Linked DNA regions of Zea mays: region 1 is linked to region 2. A link is a contact called in public Hi-C data. All regions are on one chromosome and are shown on one strand. Each heading gives the region's core, a stretch centred on a gene start, on an enhancer-like site or on the middle of the called end of the contact. The rest is flanking DNA. Distances are from core to core; before and after follow the strand shown.

Evidence for each region. A called contact is a pair of places that touch in the nucleus more often than the background predicts.
Region 1: a contact with region 2 is called in a Hi-C map of leaf, with 7 times the contacts expected there. The contact joins the promoter of LOC103647333 here to the promoter of LOC100279374 in region 2. A contact is called at or near these places in 2 of 25 Hi-C or Micro-C datasets (leaf and tassel).

Annotation. Positions count from the first base shown.
Region 1 is chr2:176,741,257-176,745,860 of Zm-B73-REFERENCE-NAM-5.0, forward strand. It overlaps LOC103647333, which reads right to left and starts at 1,933. Exons shown (of 11, transcript XM_020548471.2): 1 at 1,344-1,933; 2 at 104-233; 3 at 1-12. The coding sequence starts at 1,535. It also overlaps the pseudogene LOC103649104 and the pseudogene LOC103649105.
Region 2 is chr2:176,302,084-176,307,219 of Zm-B73-REFERENCE-NAM-5.0, forward strand. It overlaps LOC100279374 (Mediator of RNA polymerase II transcription subunit 14), which reads right to left and starts at 3,780. Exons shown (of 9, transcript XM_008669551.3): 1 at 3,032-3,780. The coding sequence starts at 3,286.

The DNA.
Region 1 (4,604 bases), core at 683-3,182, 440 kb after region 2:
TCTCAGCTCTGGCTGCAGATATTGAGCACTCTTAGTAATAAACATAATAGTGTAAGTTTAACAAGAAAAGAATGCATCCCCAGGGAAGTAACAAGAAAGAAACCTCCTCTTCCACGTATATAAGATGTCGGTTGTGCAAAGGTGCGAGTATAGTCCCTTTCATATGTGTCCACAGCATCAAACTGCGGTGTAGGTATTTCTTGGGCATTTTTCTTACTGGGTGCTTGACTTCCCTGCAGAGTAGAGTGATATAATTCCTTTTTCCAGCATCCTTTGAAACAAATAGTAGCAGTCCACTAGATGTACCGTGGACATATTGGTTTAGGTGAGGGAGTTAGAGAAGCCCACATCAGACTATGTTTTCTTGTAACAGCAGAATAGCCCATACATAATTTAAACTGATCAGAAATATATACAATCAGATAAACCTAGCAAAGTAACGATTTTGAATTCTTCCAAGGACAAGACATTTAAGAAAAAGGGCACAATAAAACATCACTATTGTTTCAATTAGACGGAGATAAAAATAATTTTGTTGGAAATGCGCACCAACAAATTAGTGTACAATATGTCAATATCTGAACTATTGTCCAAAAAATAACAACCCATGTGTATCCAAATTCCAGTTAAGAGAACCAGACAATGAGTTCAAAATAGATTAATTGATAAAGGTTTGACCTTTTATAAATGTGGTGTACACAAATGAAAGTATGAACAGCAACAACTTCACTAACGACTCTTTGGACCTAAAGGTGAGTGGTATTGATAGGTTCATAAAGAAATGTGTGTAACAAGCTATTAAGGATACAGCCTGTATCATTCCACCAGAAAAGCCTTACTTCTAGCTAATTTTAACATAAGGCCATGGTTGGTTCCCAAGAATTGAGAGGAGCTGGAAAGTAATCTAATAATGAAATGGGAAGCACTTTCTACATATTGGTTTCAACTCATAGGATCCAAACAGGCCCTAAGAGATACTTTGTTACATTATCCACGTAAATTTAGTCACGCTGCATGTTATCGATATGCTAGTAAACTTTAATTGGCATGTCCGAACATCATTAGGATTGGAGTGATTACATGATATTACAACCTGCAGTCTAATCAGGTCCCTTTCATAGTTTCATTTCACATTTTCATTATGGGCCTATGGTCACTAAGACAACAACTACAGCAAACAGTACAGACACATGACGCACATTGTGAAAGCTTAGTTGGTGAAATGAGGATTCAAGCACAGAAGAAAGCTCAATTCATGTCACTTCAACACAGAAACAAACACTATGAGGTAATAAGGTCCATCATTTAACATTGCTGAAGCTCAAACTGAAGCTGCAAAATACCTCGCCCTCTGTCGTCTTGTTCGCCCCAGACGCGGGGAGCTCAGTTCCTGAGTGCCGCAGCAGCACCCCAGCCCTCGCAGAAGAAAGCGGCGCGACCCCTGGCTCCTCATCCTCGAACTCCCGCACAGACTTGAGGATGGGGAGCTTCTTATGGATGTCGAGCGGCCGCGGCCTGAACGAGAGCCTACTCATAGTTCACACCGCCCCCACAGCCGCTGCAACCTCATCTCATCTCCGCCCACCACCTCCTCGCCCAACCACCCGCCCGCACCGGCTCGCCCAAAGGCAGTGAACGAACGAGCAGCTCCGGCCCGGGAGAAACCCTAGGTCCGCGAGGGCCGAGTGGGAGGGCCGGGCGCGCGGGGGCGCGGAAGTCGCGAGGTATGACGCGGAGCAGTGTGGGGACGCAGTGGGGAGGAGGCTGGGGAGCTAGGATTAGGGTTTTGAACGGGTAATCGGACTTAGGGTTTGAAAGGAAACGGAAGCGAGGGAAGAAGGACGCGAGGAGGAAGAAAGAGGAAGAGCGTCGAGGGCCGGGAGAGGGAGACAGGTCGGGCCCGAAGCGGCGGTTGAGTAACTGTACGTGTACGTATCCGTACGGGCATACACGTAGTTGCATTTGTATTCGTAGTAGTATGTTTAAAATAAATTCTGAAATAACTTGACCCGCAAAAGTTGCAAAAGTTTACCAATTTAAACATTTGTATTTTTTGCTGCATCTGTATCTGTACTGTAGTTTAGGTTTCCACCGCCGTACGCCACGCATGAAACGCATAGATTTAGGGTGCCTCCTAAATTGAATTATGGTGAAATAGTAGAGGAGTGAATTGTCACTTTGTCATCATAAATAAATTAAAATAAGCTATTAATCCCAAAAGTGATATTTACCTTTCTACCATTCCATCGTAATTTAATTTAAATAATAATTTATAAGATAAACAAACAGGACCTTATTATCTTTCATGCATCTCGTTTAACAAACAGAGTGCAATAATAATACGGCAACTACAACCTTATCTCGCCAATAGGAGCGTATATACGTGTATGCGTGTATGTATATAAGAAATAAAAAAAGTATTTTAAAAATGTTTAACATTGATGTTGTACTAACGGTCTTTGGATTGTGCTTCCTTTGTATTTAGATCTATAGCCTTAAGATCTACTAGGTAGATGCCCGTGCGTTGCAACGGTATACAAAATATTCAACAAATTGTTAGTACACAAAAAATAACACCACATATTTTAGTTGCACCAAAAAATGATACATTCCCCGCTTGTAAGATTAGGGCCGCATTTTCTTCCTACTTTGCACCTCAGCGAACAACAAAAATCAAAGAACCATACAGTTCATAGACGCACTTGCACACTTGAAGAGCACTACACATCTCGTTATCCTCCCATACACCTAAGCAGCATGAGCTTGATTCCTGGGCATCCATTCCTTGTTATTGTTCACATTAATGAGGGTCTAAGAGTGGGGATGGGTTACAACAACATACAAAATATTAATATATAATGGTTACATAGGTGAAAACGTGTAAGCAGATATTTTACTCCGTTAGATCTAAATCCAACAGCATCTATATTTGCAGTTATTTATAAAAAATATATATTCAAAAAAAACATGCGAAGACATAGTGTGCGGTTCTGCTTCCCCATGAGGCCCTTGAGGAAGGGGTACAAGTGGACAATCACCTAGAACGCAAAGAAGAGCTTCCCGAAAAGAGGTCCCCATGACTGGTAACCGCTATTGATTGCGTAGGAAATGCCAGCGACCACGCCGACCAGGTTGATGATCAAAATAGTGGTTGGTGGGATCAGAAGCGTTGTCCACTTGAACATGTAGAGCTCGGCAAAATCACCTTCTTCATCAGTGGCAAATAAATGTGCAGAAAATACCACCAATGACCCAGAACTGCTCGTTCCTCCACCATTCATCAATGCCAACACCACTCCACCTCATCTCAAGGATACCAGTGGCAAAGATTGAGATAAAGAGCGATATAAACCAAACACTCTCTAGGTTACTAATCTGCATTCGAGAAAATAAGAGCAGTCAGAATCAATTCTTTGCAAATCTTCCTGCACAGTACATTAATGTGTGCGCTTTACCTTTGGGATGATGAAATTCCCAGTGAGAAGACAAACTGCTGGCAATATGCAGTACAGGAGGAGCGGGATTGATGTGAGTGGATAAATTGTTGTGTTGATATAAGCAAATCTCTCCAGGAATTTAAGCCGGCCTCCATAGCCATACCATATGGGACAATGCCTGCTGAAAAGAATTTCAATGGAACCAAGAGCCCACCGAAGCACTTGATTCAAACGATCCGAAAGGTTGATAGGAGCAGATCCCTTGAAAGCTGGTCGCTTAGGCATGCAGTAGATTGATCGCCAGCCTCGAGCATGCATCTTGAATCCGGTGAGAACGTCTTCTGTAACAGAACAATAGATCCACCCAATCTGCAGTGCACCATATTAAAGACTTACAATTAATAAACATTTCTTTCTCTTCAATTCAATAACAAATATATCATTTCCAACAACAGATTAGGTATTTATCACAAAATCAAAGGTTTTATGAGCAAACCAGACAAGGAAACATCAATTCATATCTCGACATTTCTTAGCAAGTAATAGCACAAGCATCAGCAACACTGATGTTACAAAGTTATAACTTCAGGAGTCATTACCTCAGTTCCCCAGTCAGTTTTGTCCTCATAGCCACAGCTGCTGCTGCCCTTTTTCCCTGCTCTGCCCTTTTTCCAAGGTGAGGGAACAGTGACCACTGCAGTGTCCGCAACGGACGTTTGGCCACTGCTTACAGTAACCTCTACCTTGTTCCGGTGGCGAACAATTTCCAAAACCCTGAAGAACAAAGAACAAGGGTCGGTGCTGGAGCAATGGTTGATGAAAGTGAAACTACAACTATTGAATACAAATTGATAATAAAAAGGATATATTATGCATACTTATGGTTGAGACGTATATCTAAGCCTCTTGCAAGAGTATTTATAACTGGACGATATCCACGAACCATGAGGCCATGGCCACCTGGAAGCAGCACCTCCTGCATCCCATCAACATTATCATGCATAAGGCACAATAATTTCACAATGTGCAAGTATACTGGCCAGATTGTAAGAAAAAGAAACATACCTGATCACAGCCCTGTAGTGAAATTGAATCTGCGTCAGTGGCAAACCAACCCTCCATACGGCACAAATACCACTGAAGAACTTCATGAGCAATCCCTTCTTG
Region 2 (5,136 bases), core at 2,530-5,029:
GACAGATGGAATAGTGTCAGACAAAATCCCTGCACAAAATGTCCGTGATAGCAATTGACATTACAGAGGCAGAGTCTCCACTTGTGGCCTGGAGGTACTGGATTTGAAACCACTGTTATTAAAGCGTCGTTTAAACGACGTTTAAGCGTCGTTTAAGCGGTAGAACGTGATTAGAATCCAAAACGTCCACACGTTTTAATAAAATGGTGTTGGACGTCCGTTTTGGACGTTTAAGCATCGTGTAAACGTCGTGAACGCGCGTTTTGGACGTTTTAAGCGTTCTACGGACGTTCTATGTGTTAGTGGGCCTTAATGGGCCTTTAGTCACTCCCAGACGCGTTCCAGGCTTCCAGCCGCAACACGCGCCCTCAGCCGCCAGCCGCAGAACGTGCGGAGCTCTCCCTGCCGCGCCTGCTACCGCTGTCGGCCGTCCTCAGCCGCCCTCCAGGTACGTCGCCGGCCCCCCTCCTCCCTCCCCCCTCTTCCCTCCACCCACAGGGCAGTGCGCCGCCGCAAGTGTGGCTGCCCAGTGCTCCAGCCGCCGCCGCTCCATTGCTTCAGCCCATTGCTCCAGCCCATTGCTACCTCTGCGCCAGCCGCCAGTGCCCATTGCTTCACAGACCAGCAGCTGAGGGACTAGCCTGTAACCTTTGCGCCAGCCACCAGTGCCTCACCTCTGCGCCAACCGCTCTGCATCACCTCTGCGCCAACTGCCAGTGCCCATTTGCACTTGTAGATGCATACCAAAAAGAGGAATAGGTTAGAGCACAAAAGGTTGAATGACTTGGTATATGTTTCATACAACAGAAAGATGGCTGATAGGTTTCAAAAAATACATGAGGAAGGAAAAAACTTTGATCCTTTGATTTTAGAAGACTTTGATTGGGACAATGAATGGGTTGATCCATTAGCTAATTCTTCTCATGTTAGCAATGCTTTTGGAGATGATTTCAATTTATCATGGGACCAAGTTGATGAAGCTATTGGTGCATCTGCACATCTCAGAGGTCGTAATTTTCCTAGGAGAGCTGGTGGTGGGTGTGTGAGAAGGAATGAAGACCTTGAGGAAGAGGAGACTAATTTAGCAAATGAAGATGATGAGGAATATATTCTTGATGATCTTGATGTGGAAGATGAAATTGAAGGAAGCAATAGTGGAAAAGATGGTGACGATCAAGGCGCTATGCTCATGGTCTTAATATCGATGAGTTCGATGATGGTTACTAATCATGCATAAAAGTTGTAACTTGTGTGGTTGAACTTGTGTTGTTGAACTTGATATGTTTCTTTTTATGCTAATGCTATTTGGTTTGTGAACTCAACTTATGTATGAACTTATTCTATATTTGAAATTCTATGTCAAGTCTGAAAAGACGTTTCAACGTTCGTTTAAACGTTTAAACGTTGAAAAGTTGGTTCATAACGTTTTAACGTTTTACCGCTTTAATAACCATGTTTGAAACAGCCTCCTTGCATAATTATGCGAGGGTGAGGCTGTTGAGAATCCCCTTCTCCAGAACCCACATTGTGTTCAGCTTTCAGCACTAGGTACACAGCTGACAGCCTGACATAACAACAAAATTAAGGTACAGTGGGGCATATTTAAAGGAATCCATTGGCTCAGTGGAATGATGTAAAATGCCATTAAATCAACCTCAGTACTTCTGGATCCGTTGAGGAAGTGCTCTTTGGACTAGTTCAGTGCTATATCTAAGCTTGGTTGGGACAAAGGAAATCTTAAACTTTTCATTGTCCTTGTCAACTTATTTTTTACTAGACAGTCTCATTTTTCTGTCCTACGTTTAATTACATTTGTAGCACAGAAATTATATGTCAAGTTGTCAATTAAATTTAAAAGAAAAGGATTTTATGGATGTGAACCAGATAATGAGCAATCTAATAAAAATCAGAATACTTCATCTTGATTTTGTTACAAAACAAAAGTGGCTTGCACGATTGCACTAGGATTAGCTTGCACCAAATATATGCTAGAAACAAATATTTATGACAGCATAACAACCACATTACCACAGTTCAAACCATATAGTGAAATATTACAATTTGAAATGGAAGCAATATAAATCAATGAGACTCCCGTGATAAAAAAAAACTCGGCCGGGGAGGGAAAGACCGCCCTCCCGGTATTATATTAAGAAGAGACCGAAACAATGGTCCCGGCCGAGAAAATCCCCGAACCCTGGCCCCCAATCACTAACGGGCCGGCGTCAACTGTCCACTCTGCAACGGCCCAACCGGAGGGTGGCGCACAGGACATCGTAACCCAAAAGCGGATGGGACACAGCGAGGGGATTTTTTTAACCAAGCCTGAAAATTCGCTCCCGGGGGGAAATCGAACCCAGGACTTGGAGGTGCTACTCGGAAGTCCTTAACCACTAGGCTAGAGGCCCTTTCGCGACTCCCGTGATATATAATGCATTTTCAATGGTTTAATAGTTTAATTATTAAATTATATTTGTTGATTTTACATTCCCCTGATCTATGTGTGCATGGTGGTTCGCAGTTCGCACTATTTCAAGTACATTGTAAAACGGTCTTATTTCACTCGTCGTTTATGCTAGAGCACACCATGACAGCACCAGAAAAATAATATAAGTTTCTAGTGCGAAACAAATTGAGCTTTTTCATAATACCACTGCACCAAAACAAAATAAACAAATCAATGAGTATGCCAAGATTGAACTGGATTACATTTTGTCCACCAAACAATCATTTGTGTCCTACTAGGAACTGGAGTACAGACCCTACAAAATTAGGGGCAAAAATGCTGGCACAATTCATCAACAATCACCAATCTTCACTATCCCACTACACTGCAATAAGACAACAACTATGAATATCCTTCTTTACATGCCACTCGAGCTAGATAGGTGAGACAATGCCACTAAACCAAACTAAAACAGGATATTAGGCACTCACACCAGTCAGATTGAATTCTTAGCATACCTCAGCAGAATTATGACAAGGAGACAGACAAGCAAGAGAAATAGCAAAGACTGAAATTAGGCATCACCTGCTGACACCACTTGGCAAGGACGTGGAGACGAAGCATGCGCTGGCGTGTGCGTGTGATGAACTTGAGCAAGTCAATCTTCTTCTCGGTGTCGGACCGCTGCCAGCTGCCATTGGCTCCGGCGCCGATGCCCTTCCCCTCGGCCTCCGCCTGCGACTTCTCCACGAGCTCCCGCAGAGCGAGATAAGACTCCTCCGCCGCACGCCGCACCACCGCGCCCAGCTCCACCGTCTGCTGCCCCAGCTCCCCTGCCATCCCCGCACGCACGCCCGTCCCGAACAGCTAGGGTTTCAGCGCCCACCACCTACACATTCTCCAGTTCCTTCTCCTAATTAACTCCGCAAAGCGCCGGAGACGAAACTCTAGCCCTGTATCGCCAACGTGCGCACGCGTGGGCCGGGAGGAATCTCGCAGGATTCGCCGCGCCTCCCCGTGAATAGTGGTGGAAGAGGGAGTGGAACTGAAATTGGAAACCACTCAGTCAAGGGTAAGGCTCAGGGAGGGGACCGAGGGTGGCCGCGAGAGAGGGTGAAAAGGAGAGAGATGGTGGAAGCGAGAGACGGAGGTCGGCGGCGGCGAAGCGGCGGCGTGGGTACGGCCTCCTCTCTCTCTCTCTCTCGCTTCTGCGATCGATGAGTTCAGGACCGGCGGAGGGTGCGAGTGCGCCCTAGTCGACGGGCCCACGCGGAACCGGAGGCCTGGGCTAGTAGCCTAAGGGCATGTACAATGAGTATCTTAAGTTGTGTCTTAGAGTGTGTCTAGGGGGGTGAATGTAAAAAAACTCAAGACATGTATCTTGACGAAGACACAGTGTCTTAGCTCTATGTTCGAGACAGGAGGCTAGCTGATTGGTCACTTTAATTTATTGAATGCTCTGATTGGTACAATGAATATGGTAAGACACACGTTTTAGACACGACCACTGTATTGTGTTGTGTTTTAGCTGTGTCTTATACTTGAAGTACCGTGCAGTCGTATCTGGGTTGTACATGCCCTAAGGGCATGTACAGTGGAGAGACACCAAAACGGTTCTCTAAGCACAGGAGACAACTAAGAGACTCTATTGTACAATGGAGTGTCTCTAAACGTAGTCGGTTAATAAATACAGAATTAAATGTATTTGTATAGCATCAGATCGATAGAACAGACGACAAATTCGTACAGTGGGAAGTGAGGCGTTTGTTGTTACTTGGTTTACGAGCCAGAGGCGTCTCTTCACGGAGAGACGGCTCTAAGATTTTTTTGCAAATAACCCCCTAAAACACCTTAAGAGCCCCCATATTAAACACCACTGTACATGCCCTAAGAAATACAGAGGTTATTGCCGAGGAGGTGACTGTCTTTGGAGCATTAATGCAATAATTGAAAGGTATGATTCACCGACTATATTTGTATGTTATGTATATCAAAAACTTTACATTTATTTATCTATTTACGTTATTGCCTTTATAGTGATGTTTGTTGTTATTTTTATAGATGATTATGCTAAATGATATCACATTTGTACATCTAATAGACGGAGGAGGACTAGCACTCTAACAAGTGTTTGGGTAGCTTTAAAAGCTCTTCCTATCCTTGTGAAGAAACCACACATTGGTGCTAAGGAATTACAAAGTTCACTTCAAGATACCTACAAATGCATAATTGCTCATGACACAGTTTGATATGGAAAAGAGAAAGCCTTGAAAGTGTTGTTTGTAACTTGAGAAGAGAGCTTCCAACTATTGTGCTCTTGGAAGGAGGTAGTGTTGCATAAGTCACCTTATAGTGTCATTTGTTGAATTAATGTGGGTCTGGCCCATATTAATATTCAATAATAGTCAATGCTAAAGGCCCATTTTAATGCTACGGTGTACTAGTACTTTAGTATAATACCAGAAGTTTAAGGGACAATTCAATCAACTTAAATAGGTGGTCCGTTGGTGCATCTATTGAGAAGCTGAGAAAAGGATGAAGGACTGCCACACGTGCGCGCGCCGCCGACCGGGCAGGACCGTGGCCGTGGCTAGGGCTGGGAAAAAAGCTCGAACTCGACGAGTGTTTGGCACTTGTTCTCAAAAGCTTTGAATCAAGAACAAGGCAACACAAATGTTAATGGTTATAGA